Regions from separate parts of the Hordeum vulgare genome. Here region 2 is linked to region 1. A link is a contact called in public Hi-C data. All regions are on one chromosome and are shown on one strand. Each heading gives the region's core, a stretch centred on a gene start, on an enhancer-like site or on the middle of the called end of the contact. The rest is flanking DNA. Distances are from core to core; before and after follow the strand shown.

Region 1 (5,109 bases), core at 1,736-4,235:
AATCACACAACCATTTAAAGTAATCTAGCATGATGAAGGGTGCGTAAAAAACAAATGACGAGATGGCTATGGCAAGAAATCCCCTTGAAGATCTCCTAGTCAGGATGTTTCTCCTGAGGCAGACTTCCTACGATCTTAGGAGTAGATTTGCTTTTCCGAATACCCGTGTTCTAGAAAATTTCAACGAACATCTCGCAAACCACACATTCATTTTTTAATACCTTGTGTCATTTGTAGCCAACGAGTCATTTGACAGACTGAGCAAGTAAAGAATTCTGCTTAACTTAGATTGAGAATGAAACCAGTCAGTGTCAGACCCAGGGTTTAGATACAAGGGAGAAACCCCCAAGGGCAAATATGCAGTTCTTGGAGAAAAAGTTGAGGGGCCCATCCCCCTTTGGTCTCTTTTTTAAAGAAAGGTACAAAGACCTACTGTAATAAAACATCCGCTGATCCACGGTTTATCGGCTTTGCAAAAGTCTTGTCTCAGAAAGAAAGATCTAATAGTGCTGTAGAGAAACTTGTTTATAGAAGAGGCATGGACATGGGAATCATAACATTATTGGTGATTGATAAACTTGCAGTGGCTTAGATTTTAGGTAATGCACAATAGTATGCGCCACAATACAAAACATTCCAGTGCTGCTCAAAATAATTGGAGCATTGCTTAACTGAAGAATTAAAGCAAGTGTCAGAAAAAACAAAAGCTGGACCTACCAATAATCTTGGCTTGGTTCTGATGATTTATCTTCTTCAGATAAAATAAAATGAACAAAATCTTCATAACACATTTTCCCTGGAACCTTGCTGGTAAATTTCCTGGGAACCTATCATGTATCAATTTAAAACTGTTAGTATGAACTTAATGGTAAAGAATCGCTGCATGTAAAAAATGCAGTGCAAGTGAAGAAACTTGAATGATCTGAAAATGGTAGAACGAAAAGAATACTAACCTCTGAGAAAATTCTATCTACAATCCTATATGTCAACGCATGATTTCCATACTTAATAAGATTTTCTTTATCAATAAAGAAATCATGGTCCGTATCGAGTTCCCAGAACTTGCAATATATCACATAGAAATGCTCATACGAGAAATACCTACAGAAAACGAGAAATGTTTGGTGTCTTACAAGTTGTAGAGGAAATAATTTTGCCATACAAAGAAACAGAAGCAAAAAAAGTTGTGTGAAATTTTTTATTTAAATGTGCCACCTTAAGACTTTATTGATATCCTCTTCATCATCAGCATGCCGCAGCGAATCAAGCAGATTTCCACGCTTCAGCTCCCTCAGACTGAGAAGGCCACTTCCAATTCGATTCAAGCAATAAAATATCCTATATACGACAGTCTCAGCTGACAAACAATGTTGTATAAGTAGAAGAAAATACTGTATGACATTCAATATTTGATTTAAATGGTCACAGAGATAGGCTTACCATATCTTTCTTGAAATTCCGGCGTGCTCTTTAAGAATTCCAGACCAGGATGGTTGTCCAAAAGGTCTCGAAGAACCGGTTTGAAATCTTCCTACATTATTACCAAGGGCATCAATCATGAAACAGAATCAGCATCCATTTATGGAGTCTTTAATTGCATGATTTTGTTCTGTAAAGCACACATACCTTTGTGAGGTAATCATGATCGGGTTGCTTCAAAATCGTAAATACTTGGGTTGCACTGTCCATAGTCATCATATTGCTATTCACCCAGAAATCCATAAAGGCATCCCTGGAAGAAATACCATAGTGTAAGATTCAACATTTGTATGTTCTGTGAATCCCAAGTGATCAAGTGATCACCTACCTTGTGATAAATTCAGTGTTATCCTTATCGATCTTTCCAAAAAGAACAGTGGTAAAGAACGACGGTAGTTTGCAGAGCTCCCTGGTAACCATCCGAAATTCTATTGTGGCAAAAACAGACAAAAAAACAAAAGCACAGGACATATAGATGATTAGTTGATATCATCACGACAATTTGATATGATCATGATAATTGACAATTTAAGCTGGTTATGCTTTAAAAGCTAATCCAGATGACAAACTTGAGCACCGATTTGATCAGATGAAAACCACGAGTGAAACTACTGGTCTTGACACCAGTGACTTGTAAATAAAATTGCATCCAAAAGATCCAGTCATTTCATATTTGGCAAAATTACCATGAAGACATGTCGTATTTCACGCACCTTGAATCCGAAGGCCATTGGAGTGCCCGGCGAAGAGCTGCTCGACTATAGATACGCACTGCCTCTTCTGCTCATATGGCAGCGGGCGTCCATCTCGGAAATAGAACTGTCAAACGACATGGACGATTTCGATTAGCTTGCTGGAAAAGAATGGCGCTGGCAGATTGATGGGTCGACGGTGAGCATGCACATGCGTATGTACCTGCGGAATGACCTCCTTGACGGCGCGCGCGGTGGACGGCCGGAGCGGGGACGCGGAGCGGTTGGAGTGTCCGCCGACCCCGCTGGGCTTCCTGGAGAGGCGCGGCGACCTCGGCGAGAGCGGCGGCACGTTGGCGCCCCCCTGCATCATCATGGACGGTAGCATGGCGCCCCCGGCGAAGCCGCCCACGCCGTTGGCCTTGGCCTTCTGGGCCAGGCAGCTGACCAGCGCGACGGTGTCGGGGAGGGAGAGCCAGTGCGCGAAGAGGTGGTCGAGGACGCCGCGCAGCGCGGGCGCCCCCGGCGCGGGGATCTCCGGCGGCAGCTGCAGGAGGTCCACCTGCAGCGCCAGCGCCGACACGGCGCTCAGATCCGGCGCCGCTTCCATTCCCGATCCTCGCCTCGATCGCTCGCCGAGCCGATCCGATCGGAGCTGGCAAGCCGATCAGCGGGCGGACCGTAGGAGAGGGTAAGTTCGAGTGGGAATCAGGCGCGTGGCGCGACGTGGGCGGCGGCGGTGGGGAAGAAGACCGGTGAGTAACTAACGGCTCGCCTCACGCCAGTCTGGGCGCCATCCTGGCCGTCCATCTGATAGATCGGCCGCGTCCCTGCACACACAACCACATGGCTCCAGTCAACGGCTGGAGGATGGATGCCGGGCGATCTGCAAACGGATGCACATGCCTCCAGCTCTAAACAGGCGATGCCCCTATACGCTTCGGTTGATTAGTACAAATTTCATACAAACATTGGGGGAAAAATCGTAGGAAACTTTGGCAAAATGAAGCTAGAAGTAAAATCGTTGTGGCTAAAAGATAATGCAAAATTCTTTGGAAATATACAACATATTTAACATACCATCTTGACTTGAAAACAAGACGGATGCAGGGATTCCTCACTTGTGGAATAAAAGAAAGATGCAATCAACCAGATGAGATCTTCTAATGTCTGGTAATATGTCTAGCGAGGAAAAAAAGGAGAAGTGAAGAATGGCAATAACCTAACCATAAATAGCGATGGATGAGAGGGAGAGAAGGGTGGATGGGAGAGGAAGGACGAGAGGGCAAGTAGGCATGTGAGACCACCGATAAACTCGCACCATGCATGCATGCTATTACATGTTCTTTTTAGTTTGGAATTAGCATGGTACATTCCTGTGTTAATTAATTTTTTGTCGAAATTCAACATAAAAACTCGGATAATGGTTCATGCATTGTACTCCATCCGTTTCAAAATAAATGACTTAAAAATGACGTTAGTGCAAAGTTGAGTCATTTATTTTGAAACGGAGGGAGTAGTTTGTAGGAAATGTTATTTTATCATAAAAATTCCAATGGTCGGGAGTTAGAAAATTTCAATAATAGCACATGTCATTACGATAGGTGGTCCATTGCTGGCGTCAATAATAAGCCCCCATCGTTTGTAGTGCACCAGCTCGCGAACAATTGCCCACACTCACACCACTAAGTTCGAGTGATTTCTCTCTGATAGCAATCTTCGATCAATCCATTGTTTTAATGGGGAGATATTGTCTCGCCTACCACCTGAAAGGGCCGAGGTGGACCTAGAGGGGTGAATAGGTACAAATACAGATTTAATTGCTACTTAACTTAACAATTTTATGCAATAAAGAGGATATAAAGGAGAGCCTAATAATTGCTAAGGAGAATCTAATGATATGCAATATATTCAAAAACACCAAGTAGCAAGGTGAAAAGGCACAATAATATGTAAAGTAAATTATAAGAGACAATTAACCACAAATAGGGACTTAGGGGTTAGGGATAACCACAACTCCGGGAGACAAGGATGTATCCCGACGTACATTTTTTTGGAGGGAGGCTAGTCACCTTTGGAGGGGCGAATGTTACCATGAAGGCTCACCCTATTCCATCCTTGATACAACACCATGAAGGTGTTTCTTAACCACTAGCGATGGATCTTGAGGTGGTCTCCAAACCTTCATAAACTTTTCAAAGGTAGTCACCATGCACGATTCCTCACTGGAGTACTCCTACCACCGGAGTCTTCAACCTCTAAGAGTAACACGATCAAAGGGAAAAGCTCAAGACTTGCTCAAATCACAATTTGCTCCGGACACAAGGAGGAGAGGGAATAGATCTATCGCTCGATTGGAACAAATTTCAAGAACTCTCACAAATGCTTTCGAGCATCTAGGATATGGTGTGGAAGAGTGAGAGGGAGCACTTATAGGGTTCTAGGGATATTTGGAATGGAGTGTTCAACCCTCCCCGTGAGTAGGAGAGGGGTATATATAGCACATCCCCAATGTGGCCATTAGAGGTATTCTACCCACTTAAGTGTCAGATGTCCGGTGGGTTACCAGAAGTACAATGACTCGCGAAGCACTAGACATCTTGTGAAACCACCGTCCATCCGGTGGCTAAAGCAGGCTAGTGTGCATGTGGAAGGCAAAAATGGTGAAGTGTCTGAAGTGGACGTTTGGTATTGGCCGGACATCCAGTGTTCCAAGGAGCACTGGACATCCCGTGGGTACTGGAAATCCGTTAAAATAGTACTGGATAGATCAAGTTGTATTTCGCGTGAGGGTCATAAATCCAATGAATTTGCCTCTGTATGGGTTTACCGGACGTCCGATGAATACCAAACATCCGGTGGCATTGGAGCGACCTAATGCTTGGAGAAGACCACAAATCCGTTGAAAACCTTATGTGGGGGTGCCATCGGGTTTCTG
Region 2 (5,045 bases), core at 1,956-4,455, 480 kb before region 1:
AGGCCTCCACCTTCCTGTAGAAGATGCTCATCGCATCACTGTACAGGGCCACTGAATTGGAGAGCACAGCAAGCACAATCATGGTTACAGCTAAAACCTTATCGCGCTTGGTTGCGATCCCATAAGAATCCCTGAAGAAACGATGAGCAGAATAAAGTTATTGAACACGTAAACCAAAAGGATACCTACAAACATCAGGCACACATCACACAAACAGAATGCTGATTACCTGAGTATGATCATGGCAGGAAAGATGAAACCAATCAGGACAGCAGCTGTAGCACCAGTGAACTGGAAGGCGTCCCAGATGCTTGGTATGAAGTTGGCAGCAAGATAAATCACAACAAGGAGCGAGACGGTGATAATGGTAAACCTTCGGTTGTCATGAGAAATGTGCCTTGAGGTGGGGAAGAGGAGTCCATCCAGGTTGAGCCTAAGGGCAAAGAAGACTATAGGGAAGACAAGCATGACATGGACTACATAGCTCACTCTGACTATATCATTGAAGACAGAGCTGAATGGAATATGAAGGTCGGAGTCAAAATTAGCGAGCACATCGGAGAGGGTAGCCTCGCCAAAGAGGAGATATGCAAAGAAACTTGTGGCAACATAAACACTCGAACACAAAGCCAGTGAAGTTCGCACAATTGGCTTAGTCTGACTTCTATCTTCCAGCTCGTTATCGATGCTGTGAACTGTCCAATCATAAAAAACAGATGTATAAGATCTCAGAGAAATGAATAACAGCAAGAGCAAACCAAGTATGAAGTAGGAGACATACCATTGTAGTGGCAAATATAGGCAGTGACAAGAACCGGCACGGCTGTAAAGAGTTCCCAGATGGAATTGATTTCATGTATCTCGGGGAAGAGTTTGGGAATCTCCGCGGTTCCTTCTATCAGTCTGAGAATAGCAATTCCAGCAGTGATGACAACAAAAACCACGGCAAGAGCAACTGACAGAGCAGATGTGTATCTCAATGAATCTGCGACCAAAGATGCTCCGTTAGTAATTTAGTTCAGATGCCATAAAAGAAATAGCAAAATGGACTTATTTCTTCAATGTAAAACAAACTTACCCAATCGCTTAAAGCTCACCAATGGAGCAAACACAAAAATAGTTGTGGCAAGGAGAACAACTGGACGAGAATTCCACAAATGAGGCCCAAACCACCCCTCAAAGATACCCCGGTGATGAACACCAGTTGTAGATGTTCCTGATAGCACATCACCTAGAAAAATATGAAAAGGCAGTATCAATAATAGTTTGAGGCAAATTGCATGATCCAAATAGGGACATAACTATTTCCTAAAAGACAAGAGAGCGTTTTTTTTTTTGCACTTATTTCGATGTGCCATCTAACACATCGCTTGGACATACTACATAGGAGCATATAGGTAATATAGTGGACATTTTTTTGGGGAAGTCAGTCAACAATCCAGCCGCAGTGAACCAAATAAGTGTTCTACCGAAGACATGTATCAGTGTTCACTATGAGTAATTAATTAAGAAGTTGTTAATTAGCTTCCAAGGATTCCATATTATGTAAGTCCGCGACTAAAAACATAGCACCTGAATGCAATACTGCCAATTATCGATATTCAACATTACAACTCCCGATGGCAAGTAGGCATAACAGAAAAAGGGTCGCGTCACAGGCATACCGATGATAATCATGTATACAATCATGACACCAATGTTGTTTATCACCACAGATGCTTGCAGCGCAATCCTCCCCCATTGACCAAAAGAGTCACCCATCAGCCAGCCATAGGATGTAATCTTGGCCTGGTGGCTGCACCTGACCATCATGTCAATCGATGCCTCGGTGAGCAATGCCACAAGGATGATCATCAAAATACCAGGGATAATGCCTAGCATCTTGATACTTGCTGGCAGGGCCATAATTCCAGCCCCCACGATGGTTGTCGACAGATTGAAAACTGCACCCGAGAAAGAAGCTCCATTGAACTCATGGATCCCGTCTTCCTCTTCCGCCTTGAGTGGGAGAAGTGGCGTGGTCTCATCCCTCTTTTCCTTGTGTGCCGCATGCTGGGTTTCACTAGGTGAGCCATCCCCAATCCCCATTTGTTAGAGTAGTACTTCCAACCTCCTGTATGTGCAAAATTCCAATTAGGACAACAGATGAGTTTCGTCTTAAATTTGAATTCCCGCTGTTCTATTACTATTGTATTCCCCAATGTTTATTCAGTAGCATTAAATACCTTGTCCTGAATTAAGGCAACAGAATCCCAGTTTCATTTATCTTGGGAAAATGGTGCTCAGAATAACCATGAAAGAACTAAGCTTTCAAGTTACAACTAACAATATGACTGACGCTTTGACAGGATGTACACAAAGTCTGGCTTGATGACAACCAGGTAACAGAACCACATAAAGCAACAAAATTCGAGCGCCATTTCCGGTAGTAGAACACATGCAGCAGTATCATTATTCAGTAATAAGATGTTCGGTAAGCGCAACGTCTAAATCTTGGAACTTCCCCCAAATCCAAGACAACCCCTCCAGGGCAGATACCAATCAGATAACCCGAATGGGGACAAAACCCCAGACGAAGCTAAACCCGATCCTACCAGCTACCACGGAATAATAACAAGCGCAGACGACAGAGAGGAGCATCTCAATCTCATACCTCCACAGAATCCCAACTGTCGCTCGGCCAACAACAACCCGAACACGAAGAGAGCAGAGCAGAAGGCTTGAATCGGCGAGGAGAATTTCGTGCGAGCGCGCGTGGTGTGCAGACGGAGTTCTCCCACCCACCCACCCCCGGGCCTTCTTCTTATACAGGCGAATGCCGCGTGCGGTGCCGCGCCTCCGCTTATCCAAGAACCGGACGTGTTTCTTGCCTTCCTGGTCGCCGCGCGCGCCGGTCCCTTTCCACGGAAAGGAAGAAAGGAAAGCAATTAATTCTTGCCTTCCGCAGTTGATCTTTGCTTCCTCTTACTTGCCAGATTAGTTTATTCTTGGCCGGTTGCTTGCTGCCTCGCCTTTTTCCTCACGACTGGGTTGGCCGGCCTTATCCGCGGGCAGATGACAAAAAATGGTGTGGCGTGCGGTGATGGTGGTGGCACCGCGAGGAAGACGACGACGAGGATTAGAGGGGTGGAGGTGTGCTGGCGAGATCTTTTTTGTCGACGAGTGGATGAGAGTGACGGATCTATGCTTTCTACTTGCCGATAGACTCGCTGAGCGGGTAGATTCTTGTTGGCGAGAGCAGTAGATTCGTGCGGGTGGTTAAAACACTTTTATGGTTCGAGCTCGAAAATATTACAGTTATGACATGGCAAAGCTGGTTCAGAACTCAGGAAATATTTAAGAAAAAAAACAATGCGAAGGAGAGAGAAGAAAAAGAGATTAGCGCATGGCTGATGGAAGGATGATATTGCACTTGCACTGTGGCTAAACGGATCATGCCACAGCTAGCAAAGTCCACCATGATTAGTGGGGTGATTGTAACTTGACACGGGACACGGGAGCGATGATTGTATTGTACGTACTATATCCTTGCTCGACATGTTCTACACGTTTCTATCACTACCAAAAATAATAATAACAATCAATGTTGTTGAATTTCTTCAAGGAATCAGTCGGGTCGGGCCATCGGATCCAACCCTCGTCATCTGTTGGACCCGGTCAACGCACCAAGCTGCAACTCGGCAGTCGCACCACAATCAGCGGGACGGAATGTTGAACTGCAGCTCTGTCGTTCCATCAGAGTGTTCCATCACAAACTGCAGCTTTGTCGCCCTACGCGCACCACCATGCCCCGCTGCACTGCAGTTCCGCCGTCCCACCGGAGTGTTCTATCACACATGCAGCTCCGCCGCCTTGTGCACACCACCACCCCCGTTGCACTGCAGCTCCGTCGTCCCACCGGAGTGTTGCACTGCAGCTCCGCCGCCCTGTGCGTAGCACCACGCCCCGCTGCACAGCAGCTCCGCCACCCCATCGGAATGTTGCACTGCAACTCCGCCACCCTGGCGCGTAGCACCACGCTGTTGTGCTATAGCTCCATTGCAACACCAAGCTTCCCCTGAGAGCCGTTGGAGTCGCTGCATCGAGCCACCAGCGATGTTGCATCGAGACGCCGACGAGCATTGCGTGAGTGCTGCATTGGAGCAGGGGGTAGCCATCGACAAGAGCTTCATTGTAGCTCTGACGTCGGCGACTTATATCACCAGTAGCAGCGACGAGATTGCATCGTAGTGTCGACAAGGTTGCATCACAACACGACGCCTTGAACGAGTTGTTGCGTCACAAACCGCGACCATGGACGCGTTGTTGCATTGTAGCATCCGCGGTCGCCGACGAGCGTCGTACCACATCGTCGGCACCACTAAACGAGTGGCCGCCCTCCCGTTTGTGTGTTCCGTTGCAGCAGTGCATCGAGCGTCGCCCCACGCGGGGTTACAGCGCCACGACGGTGGTGTGCGGAGCTTCACCGTCGTCGTCTGTGATGGTGATGCAGCTGCTGGTGCGTGATGTCACTCCTCTTTTGGTTCGCATCAGCGACGTTCCCATGGGAGTTACTCCGTCGAGTTGGGGACGGGAAAGATGTGTGGAGGAGAGATGCAAAGCGAAGAGATAAGGTAGCTGGAGGAGCTGAAAGCGGTGGATGGGCCCAGGGACATGTGTCAAGTGTTGCGTGCGGTTTATGCGTGTGATAGATCAGTAAGTTGATTTTAATAATTTATTTTCGATTGTTGGTTGGATAATACTCCCTCCGTAAAGAAATATAAAAGCTAATTACTTTAGTGATCTAAACGCCCTTATATTTCAAAAACTTATTAATGCATATGCACTATTTGGTTGCAACGAACGCACCTGTCCAAGCCGTCTCATCTCGATATTTTTAATGTGATTGCTTTGTGACAAACAAAAGGAAAAGCATCTGGTCGGCCTGTCCTCTCATGTCTTCACGTCCCCTCCATCCAACCATTTTTCAGCAAGATCTCACGTGCATGCATTTATTTGGGGCTTTAAAATTTTCTAAAATCTGTAACTTTTGACTCGAGCGTCGA

Evidence for each region. A called contact is a pair of places that touch in the nucleus more often than the background predicts.
Region 2: a Hi-C map of leaf shows a contact between it and region 1, with 2.6 times the contacts expected there. The contact joins the promoter of LOC123400961 here to the promoter of LOC123402277 in region 1. A contact is called at or near these places in 2 of 6 Hi-C or Micro-C datasets (both in leaf).

What each region holds. Positions count from the first base shown.
Region 1 is chr6H:161,257,526-161,262,634 of MorexV3_pseudomolecules_assembly, reverse strand. LOC123402277 (probable serine/threonine protein phosphatase 2A regulatory subunit B''delta) reads right to left here and starts at 2,985. Exons shown (of 11, transcript XM_045096178.1): 1 at 2,395-2,985; 2 at 2,193-2,298; 3 at 1,808-1,907; 4 at 1,627-1,732; 5 at 1,441-1,531; 6 at 1,216-1,357; 7 at 954-1,101; 8 at 718-827. The coding sequence starts at 2,781.
Region 2 is chr6H:161,738,616-161,743,660 of MorexV3_pseudomolecules_assembly, reverse strand. LOC123400961 (amino acid transporter AVT6A-like) reads right to left here and starts at 3,205. Exons shown (of 6, transcript XM_045094675.1): 1 at 2,654-3,205; 2 at 1,665-2,113; 3 at 1,079-1,231; 4 at 782-985; 5 at 230-695; 6 at 1-131. The coding sequence starts at 2,088.